2 separate regions of the Mus musculus genome follow, and region 2 is linked to region 1. A link is a contact called in public HiChIP or PLAC-seq data. All regions are on one chromosome and are shown on one strand. Each heading gives the region's core, a stretch centred on a gene start, on an enhancer-like site or on the middle of the called end of the contact. The rest is flanking DNA. Distances are from core to core; before and after follow the strand shown. Region 1 overlaps Rrbp1 (ribosome binding protein 1). Region 2 overlaps Mgme1 (mitochondrial genome maintenance exonuclease 1).

Region 1 (5,150 bases), core at 1,524-4,023:
ATATGGTCTTACTATTTTGTCCAAGCCCCCAAAAGGCTGTGAACAGGACACTACATCCTTGAATAATTGGAATGGGACATGTTGTCAGTTACCTCTGTTCCATGTGGACTCCCTGGTTTTGTGTGGTTGCTCCTGGGGGAGAGGGGTGTTGCCTCACAGGTTCACTTCAAAAAATACACATGGCTCTCATTAGTCAAGGGGCTTGTTGGCCTCAAGGCTTTTGAGATGCTGAGTGGAGTATCCCTCCTGCACTAGGGAACATAAATATTGATCACAGATGGCAGACCTTTACTCTTCCTATGTCTCTGAGGAGTCTCTCTCTCCCCCTCCTGGTCCCCCTCCCCTTCCCTCTCCCCCCTCCCCTCCCCTCTCCCCACTCCCTTTCTCTCCCTCTCCCCCCTCCCATCTCTCTGGCGAGTGCATGGGTGCTTGTGTGTGTGCATGGGTGCATTCCACTGGTGTGTATTTGCACAAACCCACCCCTCCCTGTTTCAGGTCAGGCAGCAGTTGAGTGACATGAGGAGCCACGTAGAGGATGGTGACGTGGCTGGGTCTCCAGCTGTCCCTCCAGCCGAGCAGGACCCTATGAAGGTTAGGGTGATAAGCTGGTCCTCACCCCTAACATCACATGGTGCTCAGGGGTGGGCAGCCTATGTGCTGATTAAACTGAGTGCAGGTACTTCAGTCCCCACTGCTAGCCACCTCCTCATCCCGTGTGATCTGGGTGAGAGGACCCAGAATGGAAGGGTGTAGAGCTAAGGGCGGGTGGCTAGGGCCCTTGGCCCTTACTACACAAGGAAGGGACTTTTGGACCTGTGTGTAGCTTGGGTTTGGGTAGCCACAGAGGAGATTTGTCTTTAGCTGTGGCCCTTTACTGGGGCATTGCTAGCCGGACATCTGTCTTCCAGAGTTTTGACCAAAAGATCAGTTACCAAGAGCAATTGGCAAGAGGCAGGGACCTATCATTGGGCTCCCATTGTAGACCATGTCCTGCCCCATGGCTTTGGGGTCTTTCCTGCCCTGTGAGTCCTGTGAAAGGCTTAGAGTCTAGTGTTTTCCCCAGCACCTTTTTGCGACTTCTCTGGTTCTCTCCTGAGTCTTGAGGCACTCTCTCCCCAGAAATGAGAGTGCTGAGAGTGACTTAGGGTGGGGAAAGGCCCAGGGAATCCTAGAAATAGCTTGAAGGGGGAGCCTGCAGTTACAGTCTGCCCCAGAGGGGCCTCTGCGAGCCTCTCCAGTCCAACTTGTGTTATCTCCATACAGTTGAAAACACAGCTGGAGCGGACAGAAGCCACCCTGGAGGCTGAGCAGACACGGCGGCAGAAGCTCACAGCTGAGTTTGAGGAGGTTAGGTTCTGCCTAGTGGCCCCAGCTCCTACAAGCGTCTTGAGAGCTTGGGCATCATCTCTGTCCTTCCCAACTTTCCCACCAGGCACCTGACTCTGCCCCAGGAGCCTTGTAGGTTTCTGCATCTTTGGGAGGTCCTGAAGGCCTGGGTGCGAGTGGGTTATCTCCAAGCTTCTTGCCCATGTGAATCAATATGAGCTTTTGTCTTAGGCTGGGGATGGCCCTCCCCCTCCCCCAACCCAGTGAATTTAGTCAGGTTTGACTGCTAGGCAACTCACCCAGATGTGTCCCCTCTCTGACAAGGCTCAACGCACAGCGTGTCGGATACAAGAAGAGCTGGAGAAACTCCGTGCTGCTGGCCCCCTGGAGTCGTCAGGAAAAGAAGAGATTACACAGCTGAAGGTAGAGGATGGAGTTGGGGTACAGTTTGGACTTGAAGGTCTTCTAGACTTTGGTCACTGTCTTAGTCACTAGTCTATTACTGTGAAGAGACACCATGACCAAGACAACTCTGATAAAGGAAAGCATTTAATTGAGGGCCTGCTTACAGGTCCAGAAGTCCATTCCTCATTATAGCAATATCCATGGTACTAGAGCAGGAGCTGAGAGCTACATCCTGATCCATGGGTCAAAAAAGTAGACTTTGCATGGGGTTTGAAAGCTCATATCCTACTCCCAGAGATACACCTATTCCAATAAACCACACCTCCTAATTCTTCTCAAATAGTGCTACTCTCTGATGATTAAGTATTCAAATATATGAGCCTGTAGAGGCCATTCTTATTCAAACCACCAGTCAGTCATTCTTGTTCTGGGAGAGGGGCTGATCCTGAGGGAACAGCTCAGGTATTGGCTTCCCTTGCCACACCTAGTGGAAGGCCCTTGGCCAGAAAGAACTAAGTCATATCTCAGTTACAAGTTAGTGTCATTTAAATGTAAGCCTGAAGTCCTGGTTCAGCTACACATGTAGTGGCCTTCACACTAGGCAGTGCACGGTGGACAGTAAGGCCGGGAAGCTGTCCAAGCGTAGCAGAAGCTGACAGAACACAGGCAGAACTGTCAACAACAAAGGCTTTCTCCCAGACAGCACTAAGTAACCAGATAGCTCTCTGTATTCATGAAGTCATTAGAGCTAGCTCTTCCTCCTGTTATATCATCTGAGAGCTGACTGCTTGAACCTTCTGGCCCACAGGAGAGACTAGAAAAAGAGAAGAGGTTAACAAGTGACCTGGGCCGTGCTGCCATCAAACTTCAGGAGCTGTTGAAGACAACCCAGGAGCAGCTGACGAAAGAGAAGGACACAGTGAAGAAGTTACAAGAACAACTGGGAAAAGCAGTGAGTGCTCAGTGCAGGCTGGGCTGCAGGGCGAGCGCCAGGCCTCCAGTGCTTTGCTGTCTAGGGGCCCCAGGGAAGCAGGACACTGGGGATAGAGAACTATATATAAGAGGAACTGACATGTGCACTGCTGGCTTGTCCTGACCCTGCAGCCTGTGTGGAGTCCCTTGCCTGCAAAACCACATTCTCAGCTACACTCAGGGCCTTAGGTTCCTCTCATCATAGGGTCACCCCAGTTCCTGTGCATGCACCCCCAGCCCCTGGAGTCACCTCTGGGCCTCCGAAGCCTGAAGGTGCTTATTGGAGCTTCTCTGAGGCCTTATGAGTCAGTCCTGGCACAGGGAAGTGGAGGGGGTGCCTTGACTCCCATCCAGGTCGTTCCTTTACATGTCTACTTTGTTTGCAGGAGGATGGTAGCAGCTCAAAGGAGGGAACCTCTGTCTGAGTCTCCTCGGCAAACTGTTCAACTTACCAAAATGCCTTACACATTCCTTACAAATAAACCAACCAACACAGCGTTATCCAGGCCCAACTTCCAGTGAAGCCATTGGAGACAAGTCTCAGAACCACAGAATAAAGCTTGCGGAACCCCAGTCTGTAAGAGAACCTTTGTCACACTTGATAAACACTATTCCCGGGAGCAGCCCTGGACCACCTCGAGCAGACGCCAAAGCCCTCCTCAACGCTGACAGACCAGGGTGTGCTGGGAGTCCAGGACTCTCGGGGTTTATGTCAATCAGTGCAATTGTCTGTATTTCTCAGTGGGGCCAGGTTGGGAAGCAACAGGCCAGGTGGTGAGTTCTCAGAGGCTGCTGAGCAGACTGGAGGGCCTCAGCCCAGCCCAGCAAGGCTGCAGCCCATCACCCCTGGAAGTTGCCAAGCAGAACTGACATGTGACTGCCTGGATGTCAATGCCATTAAAACCAACGTGTTGCCCGGCACTGGGGTTCTGTCTGATCTTCTGCGAGACCTCTCCCATCTAGCTACTGAGCCTGAGGAAAGCCAAGAATAGCTGTCCCTCGAGACATGAGGTTTTCTGAAGGCTGGGACCCTGCACAGAATCTGAAGGCTTGGAGTCCCCTGCTTCCTGGCTACCCCCCCCCCCCAGTCATTTCCTAAATTACAGAGTTCCCCAGGCATAGCAGGGACCTGGATACATAACTATGCCGGGGGTGGGGGGTTGAGGGTGGGGGGTGCAGGGCAACTGTTCTCAGGTAGAAGCCACTCTAGACTTCCTGTGACCTCAGAACTATGAGCTCTTGGTGGCCCAATAACCCGACCTAGGGGAGTCTTGTTCAAGTGGTATATGGGCTTGCACAGAGAAAACATGGAGTTTATGTATAAAGTCGTCACAGTAGGGTGTGAGCCACCAGCAAGTGGCCCTGAGCAGTTCCTGGTTCCTGTGCCAGGCTTCATCTAGTCTTGTTAAACTTCTACCAGGCAATAGGTCCCCCACCTAACCTGTTATCCTCTAAATCCTAACAAATCTGACTGGCTGAACTTGGCAAGGGACATCTGACCCTTGGATGCCACTATACATCCTATGGGGTAAGGGGGACTGGAAGGTGAGATTTCCACACTGCTCTGCATTACAGAGCAACCTGGGGTGGTAGGTGGCACTCCTGCTGTCACAGGAATCTTGGGAAATGTCTCCTCACACCACAGAACATAAACCAAGGTTTTGACACTACCAGAGACCACATGGCCAAGCACTCTGGCCCCAGCTTGGGAAGCACCTATGAACTAAGACATGGCTCTGCTGTGTGTTAACAAGGTGCCGGAGGAAGGGTAGGTGGGAAAGAGAAGGAAAGGCTGAGATGATATCAGGTCATGTGGCATGGCAGTAGGAGACAGTTTTTAAGCAAGGAATACAAAACCTTCAAAGAGGCCAAGGGGGAGAGGGGCCTCTGAAACTCTTGAGCCTTAAGCCCCACGGTTTCCTACTGGGAGACTGAGTAGAAATAACAGGAATACATGGTGTGTGGCTCCAGCTCTGTGCCTTAATCACAGGAACTCTTAAGTCAGTTCTCACTCTTCCTATAGACAGTTCATGCTGTGGTACCCCTAAAACCATCAACCTTCATTGCTACTTCATAACTGTAATTTGGTAGTTATAAATCATTATGTAAACATTGTTTTCTGATGGTCTTAGGCACAGGAGTGGGGGAGGGTGTTAACAGCACCCATGCCCAGGGCGATGGCCTCTGATGGCACAGGAGTGGGGCACTACTGAGTAAAGGTGGCAAGATACCAAGGTTACCTTACCAAGCTTCAGAATCGGTGTGCCAAGATGCCATGGCTTCTACTTGTCACCTACTCTCCTCAGGCCACCGGTGGGAGCCATGTTTACCAGTTACAGCCTGTAGGAGGCTGGCCTAGCACCTTATGCACACTACTTAAGCATCTTTGGCTCAAAGGTCCCACCAGTCCTCGAAACCTGCCCAGCAGCAGCACCTCCCTGGCCAGC
Region 2 (5,150 bases), core at 1,797-4,296, 330 kb before region 1:
ATTAAAAAAAATTTATACTCGGAAAATCTATTTCATTGGATTTTAATATAAACACTATTTTTAGAGCAGTGGTTCTCAACCTGTGAGTCGTGACCTCCTTGGGGGGGTGTCACCTATCAGATATCCTGCATCTCAGATATTTACATTATGATTCATGACTGTAGCAAAATTAGTTATGAAGTAGCAACAGAATAATTTTATGTTTAGGGCTCTCCACACACGGGGAACTGTACTAAGAGTCCCTGCACTAGGGAGCCTGAGAACCATTTAGGGGGAAAGGAGGCATCCAAAAGTTAGTGATATTACTTATTCAAGTTTGGCTTTCTTGTTCTATGCCTTTAGTAGTGATCCTTGCTTCTTGAGCGTCTCACTATTTTCCTAGGCTGGACCCCACCTTTGGGGCCTTCCCACCTCAGCCTTCAGAGCACCAGGGACTGAATACATGTGGCACCGTGCCCCATGGTTTTTGTTTGTTTTTTTTTGAGACAGGGTTTTTCTATATAATAGAGCCCTGGCTGTCCTGGAACTCGCTCTATAGACCAGGCTGGCCTTGAATGCAAGGAAATCTGCCTGCCTCCCGACTGCTGGGATGAAAGACTTGTACCACCACCAGCCAACAGATTAAAACATTTTAAAGAAAATTATGCTTCTGTGTGTGGGCAGGTACCCCGAGAGGCAGAAGAGCGCCTCAGACTCCCTAAAACTGGAGTCAGACTATTGTTAGCTGCCATGTGGGTGCTGGGAAGCAACCTGTGGTCCTCCTGAAGGCAGCCACTGCTCTTTACCACCAAGCACTCTCCAGCCCTCTCCCTGTCTTTTAAAAACATGTATCTTGGGGCTGGAGAGATGATTCAGTAGTTCAATGCCTCCTGCTTTAAGAGGACTAGAGTTTGGCTCCCAGCACACGTCTGGTAGCTCATGCTGCCTGTAACTGCAGGTCCAGAGGATCTGATGTCCTCTTCTGACCTCTGCCAACTGTGCCATACACTCTCAGAGACATATATTCATCAGACAAATACAAATTAAAGAAAAAAAGTCTTTACAATGTCAATATCCCTCTCCTCAGGTCGAGGCTGTAACTGATGTGGTAGAAGTTAGCGATGCTGTGGACAAGCTGTGGCCTGTACGAAGGGAGCCCGTCTGGAGTTGTGCTTCACAGAGCTTGGAAATGCATTAGCATTTTCCAAGTCAGCCTTCAAACAGGGACTCAGCACCAGTAGCTCTCCAGGGAGCACTGAGACTGTCAGCTGTACCAGGAACTGCGCAGGCATTCAGCCTTTTGGAGTGAGCAGCTACCATGTTCTCTGGCCCTTCAGCACTGATCACTCTTAGACTACCCAGCCCTATAGTTTAAGTCAATCCAGTAAATCTTCTTTTAAAAAAGATTTATTATATACACAGCATTCTACCTGCATTTATGTCTGGAGGCTGGAAGGGGGCACCAGATCACATTACACAGATGGTTGTGAGTCACCACGTGGTTGCTGGGAATTGAATTCAGGACTTCTGGCAGAGCAGCCAGAACTCTTAACCTCTGAGCCATCTCTCCAGCCCCAGTAAATCTTTTTATATTTTCTTGGCTCACTTCCGCTAGAGAACCCTGTAGACATATCTATATCCTGGTGACTTTGTCAGGTAACTATGGTTGAGTTCACCTAGGACACCTTCTTTGGCGCATTTTTAGAGCTCAGTAAACTCCTGGGCCAGTGGTAAAATTTCAGACTTAAAGTCCAAGTGCAATGATTAGACTCAACGCATGTGCCAAGGGTTTGATTCCCAGGACTGCAGGAAATATATAAACAAATGATGATAAAGTCCAAACAATTTTCAGGTCTATGAAATCACCCTATAAATACACCTTTAAACAAAAACAAATAAAATGCTTTATTACCTTTTCTTTTAAATAAGCTCATTTTTGCTCAGAGAATACTGTAGAAGAGGCAGGAGAGAGTATTGTAGGAGCCATAGGGGTCATGAACACCACAAAAAAGCCCAGAGAATCAACTAACCAGGCAGGACTCATAGGGGCTCAGTGAGACAGAACCGGCAGTCAGGCAGCGTGAACCGGTTTGACCTAAGTCCCTGCATCTGTGTTAGGACTGGGTAACTTGGTCCTCTTGTGGGACCCCTAACAGTGGGAGCAGGGGCTGTCTCTGACTCTTTTGCCTGCTTTTGGGACCCCTTTCCTCCTACTGGCTTGCTTCATATGAGGGAGGTGCCTAGTCTTATTGCAACTTGATATAACATGTTAGGTTGATATCCCCGGGAGGCCTGCCCTTTTCTGAAGGGGAACTGGGGAGGAGTGAACCAGGGGGAGAGAAGAGGTGAGAGGCTGGGGGAGGAACTGGGAGGAGAGGAGGGATGGGAAACTGGTTAGGGTGTAACATGTGAGAAAATAAATAAAGATGAGAGAAGTCAGAAAAAAAAGCTCACTATTCATGTGGATGTATGTCTGTGCACGAGTCCTCAAAAGGCCAGAAGAGGTGCTGGGTCCCCCGGAACTGACCTCATAGACAATGTGAGCTGCCAGACATGGGTACTGGGAACAGAACTCTGGTCCACTGAAAGACTAGGAATCAGTTAAATATCTTTTATTTTTTTTTAAGACTAATGAAAACTAAATGTGATTGTGTAACTTATAATTTTAATGCTACTAGATTTACTTTATAAAACAGAAAACCGTCTCCCAAGAACAGCCAATGATTTTTTTTTTGTTGTTACTTATCAAACACAGAAAAAAAGTTTTACCATTGTTCCTCTTTGTTAACAAGTTCCACAACAGTATTTTTTGTAGTCCATGGCCTGCTGACACCAGAAATAGATACCCAAACCCTAGCGACGGTGACTTCCACACTCAGGCTTCCTGCTGCTGGGGCTTCTCTGGTAAGGAAAAGGACCTAGCCAATGATGTATTGCCTGCCCCAGCTCTCTAGGCAGCCAGGCTTCCTTAGGCTGAAATAAGTTTTTCCTAATGACACAGAGTGTATAAAACACCTTCTAGGAAACTGTGGTGGCGATGCCTACGTGCTTGCTTGCTCACTCTCTCTCTCTCTGTATACCCTGAGGGTGCAGGGCCCCTCCCATCCCTGAGAACTCTAGGGACATGTGTGGCACATGATGCTTCATTTGGCCTTCTGATCTCAATTCAAAGACTGGGCATCCTGCCAGGGACACAGAGGTTTGCAAGGGAGCCCAGAAGTCCCTGGGCAGCTGCCAATCCCAGTGTCCTCCTCTCAGGTGAGAAACAGCCAGAGGTCGTGCAGCTGGTGAGTCAGGCGCTGACCTCCAGACTCTCTGGCTTCTCGGTGGGTACATCCCAACCCACCACACCTTCAGCTTGTGTTAATGTAGCCCTCAGTTCCCCGCATTCCTCTTTAGAAACTCAGTGGACAGCAGTGCATCTCCCAAACAGAGATCGCCGCGCAGCATCGCCAAGCAATCCCGGGCCTCTACGCTGGCTCTGGAGCGCTCAGGTTCTTTTGCTTTTCTGTATATTCTTCTAGTCGGAGAAGCCACTTGGCCCAATACTTGGAACAGAGCTCTTCATCCATGAAGTGAGGGTGCGCAGGGGACCCATCCTTATAGGCCACCACAATTAATCCACACTGAACCTACAGAGAAACACAGTGCAGCTTCAGCACTTCCTCTCGTGCCAGGGCAAATTAGCCAGTGCTAAGCATGCTATAGGAGTATCTCCAAACCCACTGCTAAGATGGGCCGGTTAAAGACTGCACCAGGACACAGGAGAGCACAAAGATGGCCGACAGACCCTGAAGAATGGACCGTGCTCACGAAGCAGCAAAGCAAGGCAAAAACCCAAACCAACCAAACAGCAGCAGTAGCCCAGGAGGGGAGGAGAGTGCGCTGTAGTTAGAGAACGCTGAACAGCAGTAAGCAGTGCTTTAAGTACGAGTAAAACCCAAACCACCACAACCAGCTTATCACGCAGGAGCTCATGTTCTGACCTGAAAACTGTAGTGGGCATCATGGTTTACGGCACCCATGTACGCCACAACTTGCAGCGGGTTGTCATATGTATTTCGAATTAAAGGTTTTGGTTTTTCTGATGTCTTCCAATCAATCACACACAGCTTGCCCCTAAGGAGAATCCAGAGGAATTCTTTGTAAGTAGCAGTTCAAACTGAAAACTCAGGCCACCAAGATGGCTCAATGGGTAAAGGCGCCCTGCTGGCAAGCCCACAGACCCAAGCACAGTGCCTGGGACTCAAACGGTAGGAGAGCAAACTCCCGAGGTTGTGCTCCAATCTCGACTTGCAAACTGTGGTGTGAGAACCTACACATATGTACATGTACACACACAAACACACACACACACACACACACACACACACACACACACACTCACACACTCCAAATAAACACATAAACAAACAAACAAGGGGCTGGTGAGATGGCTCAGTGGGTAAGAGCACCCGACTGCTCTTCTGAAGGTCCGGAGTTCAAATCCCAGCAACCACATGGTGGCTCACAACCATCCGTAACGAGATCTGATTCCTTCTTCTGGAGTGTCTGAAGACAGCTACAGTGTACTTACATATAACCTATAAATAAATCTAAAAAAAACAAAACAAACAAACAAATAAATAAATAGGTAGATTATGCATGTATGTAATTTAAAATCCTATAAAACAGAAAAACTACTAAGTTAATTCCTGTGTTAAGTTCTTTGGTTTTGGTTCCTCGAAGACTGTTGCTTTTATCCTCTACTTTCCAAAGCAGGCTTTACTTCTTAGGATTAGAAAAGCATGACAGGCGTGGTCTTCATGCCTATAATTCTAACAGCTATGATGTTGAGGCAGGAGAATAACCATGAGCTCAAAGCCAGCCTGTGCTACAGAGTGACTTCTTGCCTTCAGAGAAAAGCCAGGATAGATGGGACTGGGCATGGCTCAGCAACAGAGAATCCTATTACACAGGAAGCTATTCAGGAGGAGTAGGAAGCACATTTTTGGTTAAAATAATAATTCTCTTTATTCCTTGTGACTCCTTTAACCACTAACAGCAACTGATATTACACCTCACATGTTTTTGGTTAATTTTTTGGAAGCAGAATGTATCAGTAGTAAAGAACTCATTATAGATTGATACATGTTATGGCACTTCACCATAAAAGCTGAGTTCAATCAGTA

The links. HiChIP or PLAC-seq counts read pairs in DNA pulled down with a chosen protein or histone mark.
Region 2: an H3K27ac HiChIP or PLAC-seq map of microglia shows a contact between it and region 1, with 7 times the contacts expected there. The contact joins two enhancer-like sites. A contact is called at or near these places in 1 of 39 promoter capture datasets (embryonic stem cells), 13 of 115 datasets of contacts at active chromatin or transcription factors (the NIH/3T3 cell line, bone marrow-derived macrophages, craniofacial prominence and 10 more) and 3 of 9 other capture datasets (adipose tissue, embryonic stem cells and liver).

The regions. Positions count from the first base shown.
Region 1 is chr2:143,945,869-143,951,018 of GRCm38.p6, reverse strand. Rrbp1 (ribosome binding protein 1) reads left to right here. Exons shown (of 24, transcript NM_024281.2): 20 at 496-591; 21 at 1,264-1,347; 22 at 1,651-1,749; 23 at 2,540-2,683; 24 at 3,090-3,624. The coding sequence ends at 3,128. Among named protein-coding and RNA genes, the nearest start is that of Gm33804, 8.4 kb to the right of the region's middle. Within about 2 kb of position 2,773, at least 21 of the 459 cell types and tissues checked have an H3K27ac peak or open chromatin away from gene starts, as enhancers often do. A contact at or near this core is called in microglia, where this site is marked.
Region 2 is chr2:144,277,942-144,283,091 of GRCm38.p6, reverse strand. It overlaps Mgme1 (mitochondrial genome maintenance exonuclease 1), which reads right to left. Exons shown (of 5, transcript NM_028984.5): 4 at 3,966-4,098; 5 at 1,865-3,611. The coding sequence ends at 3,450. Among named protein-coding and RNA genes, the nearest start is that of Mgme1, 9.6 kb to the right of the region's middle. Within about 2 kb of position 3,046, at least 47 of the 459 cell types and tissues checked have an H3K27ac peak or open chromatin away from gene starts, as enhancers often do. A contact at or near this core is called in microglia, where this site is marked.